2 separate regions of the Urocitellus parryii genome follow, and region 1 is linked to region 2. A link is a contact called in public Hi-C data. All regions are on one chromosome and are shown on one strand. The core of a region is the stretch at or near the end of the contact, and the rest is flanking DNA. Distances in the headings are between cores, read along the strand shown.

Region 1 (4,602 bases), core at 1,087-3,586, 580 kb before region 2:
CACAAATAAGTAGAGTTCATTTTACTTCAGTAGTTATACTCAAAGTTGAGTAACTAACTCAAAGTTGAGTAACTAATGGCAAACTTCTGCTTTGTAAAATGGAGTAATTCCGGGTTGGGCACAATCTAAAAACTACTCATCTATTAATCATAGAGTACCCCAGAGCAGGGCACACTCTGCTGTCTACACAGAGAATGGAAAGAAAAGGGTGAGGGGGATATTTGGGGCTGAGGTTTTATTCAGAAGAACAAGTAGAGGTGTTAAAATGCATCTATAAGACCTGTATGTGTCGTACTGCAGACACTAAGGGATGGGATGGTGGGTGTGACTTGGGAAACCAATAAAGGAAACTGAGCTCCCTACCCACGTGGAGAAGAGAGAACAGCCTCAGACTCTGAGCAGGACCCGTTGGGGAAGTCAACCTTGAATAGTCCAGGAAGATTCCCCCAAGGGAGCACAGGATGTGGGGTAGGGCTCTGGGTTTCCAATGTGGACTCTCCTGTGGGTCTGGAGGGCCATGACCCTAGCTAACTTCTGCCTTTGACAGCTTGCCTATTCAATAGGCTTCTGTTTTCTGGTACCTCCCCACAGTTGGGTCCTGGGAATAATTGAGTCTTCCATAAATAAGGCTGCAGATAAATGGGATAACTCACCTGACAAATCCTTCCCTAGATCACAGCAGATAGTTTGGTAAGTGTTTGGGAGGATCTGAGTAGAGACATCTGCTTGTGGAGGTTTAGTCCCAACTTTCTTAGGTCACAGTAGTGGGGCTATCCTTGTGAATGAGACCCCAACACACTTCAGTGGACAAGTCATTTGGCTTGCATACTTCATCCAGACCTGAGGAACTATGTCTCAAGTCAGCCCAGTCAATGGCCTGGGGAGAAAATGAGAGTGTTTCTGAGTAACATGTTGACCAAGTTAGTAGGGTTCTTGCATTGGGCTGGGGCAGTAGGCAAAACGAAAGGAGCCCTTCTCAGATAATTTTATAAGTCCATGAGGAAAAGGGTCACTGGTGTCTGGGCTTGTATCCTGTCTCTTGTACTCCATTAGTTATGGCACCTTGGGTGAGTAACTTACTTAATCTCTGTGCCAAAGTATGTAACTTAGGAATTTTTCAGCAGCTGCTAACAAAGCCCTTAACAATAGTTTAAACATGGAAAGCATTTATCTCTTACACACCTTCCATATTCTTGCTCTGCTACCCTTAGCACATGGATTCCATCTTCAGTATAATCTCATATTCCATTAGGGCTGCAGGTGGCCTAGCCATCATATCTTCATTCTGGACAAAAGGGAAGGTTAAAAAGGAACACACATTTTAAAGAACTTTTCCAGATGTCCCCATTTCAAGAGTTTTTTTTTTTTTTTTTTTTTTCTTCAGAAATCCCATTCAACATTCTCTTTCCCATCTCATTGTCTGGAAGAAGACCTGTGCTCCTGGAAAACAGGGAAGGTTAAGAATTTCCCCCATTCTTAGTGTGCTAGAAACAAGCCCACTGCAAAGAAAGCCCCTTCTCAATACGATTTGGACAAGAGTCACAATGAATCCCCACTTTTTTTTTTTTAACCTAAAACCAGAAAGAGCCCTTCAAATTCCTTTTCATTTTTCTAGTCTTTGGTCATGTTTGTTGCATGTATTTCTCCCTGTTTTCGCTTTTTATTTTGGTTTCCTTTTTTGAGTAGACGTTTCCAACATTTGGGGCTTAGCATGTGAGAGTTTTTTCATCACTTTTAAGCTTAAGTCCTCCACCAGGAACACCTGATAATAATGGTGACGATGATGATTATTTTGGTCTGTGTTGTTACAATCAATGTTTCACACTCATGGACTTTTCTTTTTTATTCTCAGGAACGAGGCGGGGCAAAACCCTCCTTTGCCCCGGCATTAAAAGCTCAAGATTGCAGATAAGGCAGCGGAAGAAAGACCCCTTGCCCGTGTCTTTTCCTCGAGAGGTCTCCAGAGGTGATATCCACGCAGGCGGGTCAAAGCCCCTTCCTACCAGTGAGATAGCTGAGGCTCAGCAGAGGGCTGTCACCATTGCGAAGGAAGAATTAAAAGTGTTTTACAATCTTTGGGCGCAACTGAGTCGGGCGGGCGGGGGGGACTGAAGCTGGAGTCCCGCCCCCGGCCCAGGGACCCGCCCCTAAGCCCGCCCCCAGACCAGGTCTCCTGAGGACTTCTCTACTCCGCTGGGCTCCTGCCAGTGCCCGCCCACCACTGGTTTCATTGGTTCTTCCTCCGGCCCCGCCCCCGGAAGACTCAATTCTAGCAGCCAATCGACGGGCGCGGCGGCCGCGGAGGGTCGCGGCGGGGTTGGGAGCCGAGGTACGGGTTCCTGGAGGAGGGGGCCGCGGTCTTGAATGCAGTCCTCGGGAGCTTGTAGCGGCGCGGTGGTCTGGCCTAACTTGTCGGCTCCGGCGCGGGCAGCCACTCCATGGCTTCCTGGGGGGAAGCTCCGGCAGGTGGAGGGGCGGTGACTGTAGAGAGCTGGTCCCAGATTGCGGGAGTGAGAGGTCAGAGGTTGCAGGTTGTGCTTTTGTAGAATGTTGGGGTCCTGCCCTTATAAGCCAGGGTCAGGGCACTCCCTTTTTTTGTGTGGCTGGTGTTTTGTTTTGGTCCCCTCCTTTCTCAGAAGGGGCTATAAGGGAAACTGGGCTCTGAGAGCCGTGGGAGCCCTCTTGTAGCTCCTGTGCTTGGACGAGAAGGCCCGGACCTCTAGCAGCCTCCCTTCAACTCCCATGGCCGTGGCATCAAGGAGTTGGGGCGGTGCCTACCGGAGGGCCTTGACCCGGTGGGGGTAACGCTGGGCCCCAGGCAGTCCGTGAATGGGCCACATCCGTATGACTTCTTAGGGCTTCATGCCAGCCTCTGTGCAGACCGTCATTCTCCGAGTTTGATTTGTAATTTCTGGAATTTCATTAGAACGATTTGAAAGAAGGAAAAGGGGGTATTATGGCTTTGGTACTTGGCTCAAGGTGGAAATACAAGCATACCAGGGGAGGTAATGAATACAAAGTGACCTGTGGAAATGGGAGGAATCTGTCAGTTTGACAGGCTTTTCCCGTAACTTAGTCACATACGAGATAAGTTAACCAAATATCAAATTAAGAGCACTTTAGTTGTATTGATTATAGTAAAGATGCCTTGGAATGTGTAAAGTATTGAGTAAAAATTCTTTGTACCAAGGTTCCGAATTTAAGATTCTTAGTACAAGGAAACAGAACAATCTTACCTGTCATTGCAAGGATCCCAATCACTTTACCACTGTGAGACCAAAAATTGATGTTGTGTATAGATGTGGGATTTTTGGGGGGCGAGGGAGGATATAGTTATCAGTAAGGAATAAGGCAGAAGTGTGGGGAATCTCTTGTTTTCTGCACGAAAAGTATGAAATTAGGGGAAAAAATGTTTTTATTCTGCCCGTGTCCTTCCATCTCAGCCAGCATAAGGACATTCTTGTTTTGGACTGATGGTATTTGTTCAGTATTTGCAATAATCAGGGAAAGGGATCATTGCTATGAGACACTTCTCTTTAATGAAACCAAGGAAGAATGAATATACCTTATTTGGGATTAACCCTGGGATTTGGTTTTCAGTTAAGATGAGGCAAAAGGGAATGTTAACCAAGACCTTACAAGGCCCAGCTGTTGTGTGTACAACTCCAAGCAGCCACATTTATGTGTTCAAGAATGGCAGTGGGGATTCTGGGGACTCCTCTGAGGAAGAGTCTCAACATGTTGTTCTACGGCCACGGGGCAAGGAACGCCAGAAGAACAGTGTTCACCACCCTCACAAGCCTGGAGCAGGTGACGTGGTGCTGCTCCAACGGGAGCTGGCCCAGGAGGACAACCTCAACAAGCTGGCTCTTCAGTATGGCTGCAAAGTAAGATACCCTCCAAATACTTTGTCCCCTTGTATTTAGAGGAACATAGAGTAACTTATTTGTTACCCTTGCTGACCCCTAATAAGTGGCCAGAGGCTTATTGTAGCAGCCAAGGACTCCCATTTTAGCCAGATTTGGAAGGTTGGTAGAAGTATCTTTAGTTCTGCACCCTGGGCTCAGAAATGAGGTTAGTTAGGAACCTCAGGCCATAGTGCATTTGCCTCTCAGAGTAGTTTGACTCTGCCCTATCTCTTCCCATTAAAATTCTGAGACTTTACTTTTTCTTTTGAGCATATCTTATTTAAGACCTAAGGGGGCTGGAGACGCCAGGCAGAAGTTATCTAAGATTTCTTTAGCATGCTTGCTTTTATTGCTACTTTGATTTTTTTTCTTGACAGTAATTTATTTGACTAGTAAAGTTTTCCCTTCTCTATTTTAGAACTGCATGGTTTAGCCTCTATGCTTTGTATTCTGTATAACCTTGTTTTTCTCTTTAATTATGTTTTTAGCATTCAGAATGATTAACAATGGCAAAGTAAGTAGGAAAAGTATTTATAGAATCATGACATTTTCTCTTAGATTGAAACTGTTCATTTCATTTTGCTACCACTGTACTACAGATTTCTGTGACCTTCTCTAAGGCTATATAAGCTATTTAGTAAAAAACAAAAAAAAAATTCCCTCTTAAAATATCTGTCATTTATCTAACATGATT
Region 2 (4,871 bases), core at 2,326-4,825:
GGTAAAACCAAGTTCCACCCAACTGATGGTAAAATCAAGTTCCACGCCAAGGGAAAGTGCTCTGCTGTTCATGTCAAGAGAATTAACTCACTCTACCAAATCTTCTAAGCTGCCCCTTGTTGAGCACATCACACAGACAGGATAGGAAGAGCTTGCAAATGTCCGAGTCACTCACAATTCTGAACATTAGAGCTTAAAGGGACTTAAATACCATGATTACCTCACTCAAAATACAAAAACTAAATGTATTAATAATAATAAGCATAAATTGGATGCTACTTAAGTATTTATAGCTCTATCCCAGACAGCACCCTAAACTCTACACTCATATCTTACAATCACAGATGGGTATTTGACCCCTTTAAGAGGTTTCTCTTAGATGAAAGAGAGGAAATGTGACCCAGTGATTGGTTGTTCAGGCATCAAACCGAGGAGTACCCTGTTTTAGCCACTTACAGACTAGGTGATCTATATGCCCATTTCATCATCTATGAAATAGGGCTAGGATTTGGAGTAAAGATCAAGAGTGAATATGCATAAAGTGTTTGATACCTGTGCTACAGGAAGCACTTTGATAGAAGTTAACTGTTAGTAATAAAACACTGTGAACAGGAAATCAGTTAAAGCAGCTTTTAGCCTCCACAGACTGAGCTTGTATGGAATCTGAATAAAGTAGAGGCTTGGGATTAAATCATAAATACCTTTGACATAATTCTGAGCATTTTTATGGTGTTTAATCTTTTGGAGTACAACTTGAAATATCGTTGCTGACTGGGGAAAGATTCAGGATAAGGATAAAGTAATAACTAGTAACATTCCATAAACTGGGACTAAAAAAAAAAAAACACCAAGAAACCAGGTCCTTATCAAAATGTTCTTTCCTTGTTACTTTTAGGGGAAAGAAGCAAATTCCAACAAGACAGAGATATCACTGGATAGAGAGTTAAGGACGGGGTCCTATTCTGAGTCAGGTGTGACCTCAGGGAAGCACTTCCCTAGGTGGTCAGAGTCCTTGTATGGAGAAAGAAATGGACAGTGATTCTAACTACACTTCCAAGTCCCCATCTCTCTTCCAGCCAGGTGAACTCTGTTTTCACCTGAGATCTGATGTTCCTCTGAAGATTTCATTAGAGGTGAAGGGTTCTGTTGCTAAAAAGAACACTGAAACCAGAGCTTAAAGGTCTGAAACGAGCCAAAATTGATTTATAAAATGAAGACAAACAAAGCCCACAACCCAAAAGACAAAATTTCCTACAATTTAGTCCCATATTACTTTTTATGACTGCCCATCTAGTCTTTAGCTCTTTGGATACTGAAACTCTAGCACAGTACAGGGAACCAAAGATAATAAGATATTTGGTGACTCTCTGTAGATACCTGCCACATCACCCCAGTCATTCCATATCAATACCCACAAGTGCCCTTTACTTCTAATTTTTTTTAAAAAAAGCACAAAATCACCATATCATAAATTGTTAGCTCAGAGCTGCAAACTGTTCCCTTAAAATCTTTCTGAAATTGTGCTGACGTTATTTCAAACTATTGTCCTTAGAACTACAGATTTAAGTACATTTCTAACCCTGGCTGAGGCTAGGTAGGGCCAGAGCCAAACACTAAGACTGGACTGGGTGTACAGACAATAAATCAACCACAGATGACCCTGCTGGGTTCAGAGGGTGAGGGCGTTGCTTCTCTGAAATAGTAACTGTTTATAGAAGTCTGCACTTGTAATAACATCCACCACAGGGACCTGCTTTCCCACAACTTTTATACTACCCAGAGATCTGACATCAGCTCATACTGTGAGCAAAATGACTCTGGACCTTTCCTGCAAAATAGTTGCTGCTCCTCTCAAGAACAAATAAGGCAGCCACAACTATCTGAGAAATCATTCTGACAAAATAAAAACCGTTTTGGAAACCAACTTAAGATTGGGAGGCCTCCACGTAAGGACTTGCTATTGCCTTGAAACTTCCCAACACACTGACATATCCAAGTAGGAATGTGCTGTCAATTCTGGAAATCAAGAGAAATTTCTTGGTTGACTTTTGGGTCTAAGTTTACTAGGTATACAGAGCACAGGCGACTGGGAAAACCTAAAGCCAAGAAGGTCGTTTGTTGGGATGTGCCTAGTCATGTCAAAATTTAAAGTTGTGCCCCATGGTGAATGCCTGTGATTCCCTACTACTTGGGAGGCTGAGGCAAGATTGCAAGTTCATGGTCAGTCCCGAGGAATTTAGCAAGACCCTGACTCGAAATTAAAAAATAGGGCTGGGGTTGTAGCTCAGAGGTAGAGCGCTTGACTACCATGTGCCAGACCTTCAGTTCAATCCCCACTACCTCAAAAAACAAAACAACAACAATCCTTGTTAGGTTGCCAATCTAACAAGATGATGGGGACTGAGCTAGCCATGGGACCTGTTACCCAAAGCTAGACCACTGAAGAGTTGAAAGACCAATGGACCACACTCTTCTTCCAAGGCTGGCAAGCTGCTGGACCCTGAAGGCTCCTGCCGCAAAGTGTTGGGTACCCTTTGAGCCGGCCCTATCCTCTCTTGATGCCGCGCTCCGACCCTGAGTGAACTGGCTGTGGTTCCTGGAACCCCGCTTTCCCACCCACACCGTAAGCTTGGTGACCAGCTGGGGCCACAGGAAGAGGGGGGCATTCCGGGCACGGACCTGACGCTCCTCCACTTGCAGCCCGTACTCCTCGCGCATCCGTAGCAGCTCATCCTCCAGCCGCGCGCGCAATTGCTCTAGCTCGAGCGCCTCGTGCTTCAGCGCCTCTGCTTCCTTGGCGCAGAGTTGCGCCTCCTTTTCGGCTTCGCGCCGGCTCTCTTGGCCGCGCTGCAGCGCTTCTTCCAGCTCGCGCACCTCGTCCTCGTACAGCTGCACTGTCTCCCGCCACGACTCTGCCACCAGCAGCGCGTAGCTGTCGTGCACCTCCCGCAGACGCGGCGGGGGCGCGGCGGGGCCGGCAGCGCGGGCTCGGTAGTGCATGGTCAGGCTGGAAGCGCGAGAGCGAAGCTCCCGCACGTCGCGCTCGTGGGCCGCGTCGAGGCCGCGGCGCTCAGCCTGAAGTCGGCCCAACAGAGCTTCGAGGGCGGCTCGCGCGCCAAGCGCCTCCTGCAGCTCGCGCTGCTGAGCGCCCAGCTCGGCGTCCAGGCGGCCGCGGGCGGCGTTCGCTTCGGTGGCCAACAGCTGCAGCTCCCGCAACTCGCGACGCAGAGCGTCGCGCTCACCCTCTGCCAGTGCCGTGGCCCAGCTGAGCTCGTCCAACTGCTGCCGCAAGCTGCGCGCCTCCTCGGCGAAGCGGGCCTGCCCCTCGGCCCACAGGTCCTCCTGTCCGCGCCGGTGGCGCAGTTCCTCCTCCAGGAGCAGGTTTTCGCGCTCCAACTCCCGCACTCGACAGACGTATTCGTAGAGCCGGGCGTTGAGCTCCTGCAGCTCAGCCTTCTCGGACCCCGTCTGCAGCCGCCAGGACAGCATCTTGCTGGGTGTGCGGGGCTCTCCCGGCTATCCAATTCCGTCCTGCCCTGATCTTGTCCCCTCCGCCGCGCCGCTCCGGCCCAGCCGCCGCTTCGGAGGCCCGCAGACTGGGGCGGGAGCTGGCGAACCGCTGCACTTGGCGGACCCGGAGGGTAGCCGTGGGCGCGGGCCACGGCCCTAGCCAATCAGAGCGAGGACAGGCGCGGCCACTGCGGCCGGACAGCGCCGCCTGCTGGGCTGACCGTAGCGCCAAGAGACTGCCCAGCCCAGGACCCTGGTCATTTTTTGCTGCCGTCGGATTACAGCTGGCGGTGGCTCACTGGCAGAGCAGGGTCGGAGAAGGGACGCGGAAGAGGTCTCCTTACTGCTGCCCCTCACGGGTATTTACGGAATCCCAAAGTCCTGGCACTCATGGATGAAAAACAAGACGCCACCGAGGCAGACTGAGCATTTGTGAAATTCGTTATTTATAGAAGACTTTTCATCCGAGGCTCTGAAGATCAGGAGGTTTTTTTAAATTTTTATTTTTTCAATTTTGAAGATGGGAATGTGGCTCAGTAGTAAAACTCTTGCCTAGCTTGGGCAAGGTCCTGGGTTCCATTCCCAACACAGGAAGGAAAGAAAGGAAGAATATATATATGGGGAGGGGGAATATTGTATATATTTATTTACACAGGCATGTGTGCATTATACTCTTTTTTAACTTACAACATAAATATATCTCCATTTGCCAATATTTTGATGTACAAGTAAGACTTCTTTCTTTCAATACTGGAGTCTGTTTTCCTTCCCTTCTTATACTACCTACCCTCGTGGGACATAACACTTAACATCATCAGTTTCATTCCGTTGGAGTAAAACTTAAAGAGATCTTGAAGTGTTCTGATTGAATGACTTTCTAAACATCTCACGTCTCCCAAAACTTTTACAATAGACCAACACACACCTAACGTGACAGCAGGTTTTGCTTTTTTTTTTCTTTTTGTCTTCAACAATGTGCCCTTAAGAAAGCTCTCAATTTAATTGCCATAGAAACCACAGCTATTTTTTGCATATTTGCATTTCATTACCTTTCATGACAGTTATTTAAGTAATGAATGAAAAGAACCAATATAAGTGTCAATAGGAGCATATAGCAAACACAAGGGTCCTTGGTCAGGATGGGGACAAGACCTGGACAGTCACCCACTGGTCACCGGGCTCCACCTGGCAGGTCAGTGCATTTTACAGAGGGTGTGGAAAGGTGAGTTGGTTAGCAAGTTGTCCAAAGAAGGTCTCTTGAAAAGGCTCCAGGGCTCTTCTTGTGACAGGCTTGAGTTTCTGACCACAAATGGGGCAGAAAGTGAGTCTTTGTTTATCTGGAGACCTCATTTCAGAGATCC

Evidence for each region. A called contact is a pair of places that touch in the nucleus more often than the background predicts.
Region 1: a contact with region 2 is called in a Hi-C map of muscle, with 7 times the contacts expected there. The contact joins the promoter of Lysmd4 here to the promoter of Synm in region 2. A contact is called at or near these places in 2 of 2 Hi-C or Micro-C datasets (liver and muscle).

The regions. Positions count from the first base shown.
Region 1 is chr6:146,157,700-146,162,301 of mUroPar1.hap1, reverse strand. It overlaps Lysmd4 (LysM domain containing 4), which reads left to right and starts at 2,336. Exons shown (of 2, transcript XM_026394721.2): 1 at 2,336-3,887. The coding sequence starts at 3,522.
Region 2 is chr6:145,582,951-145,587,821 of mUroPar1.hap1, reverse strand. Synm (synemin) reads right to left here and starts at 3,575. Exons shown (of 5, transcript XM_026394725.2): 1 at 2,680-3,575. The coding sequence starts at 3,489.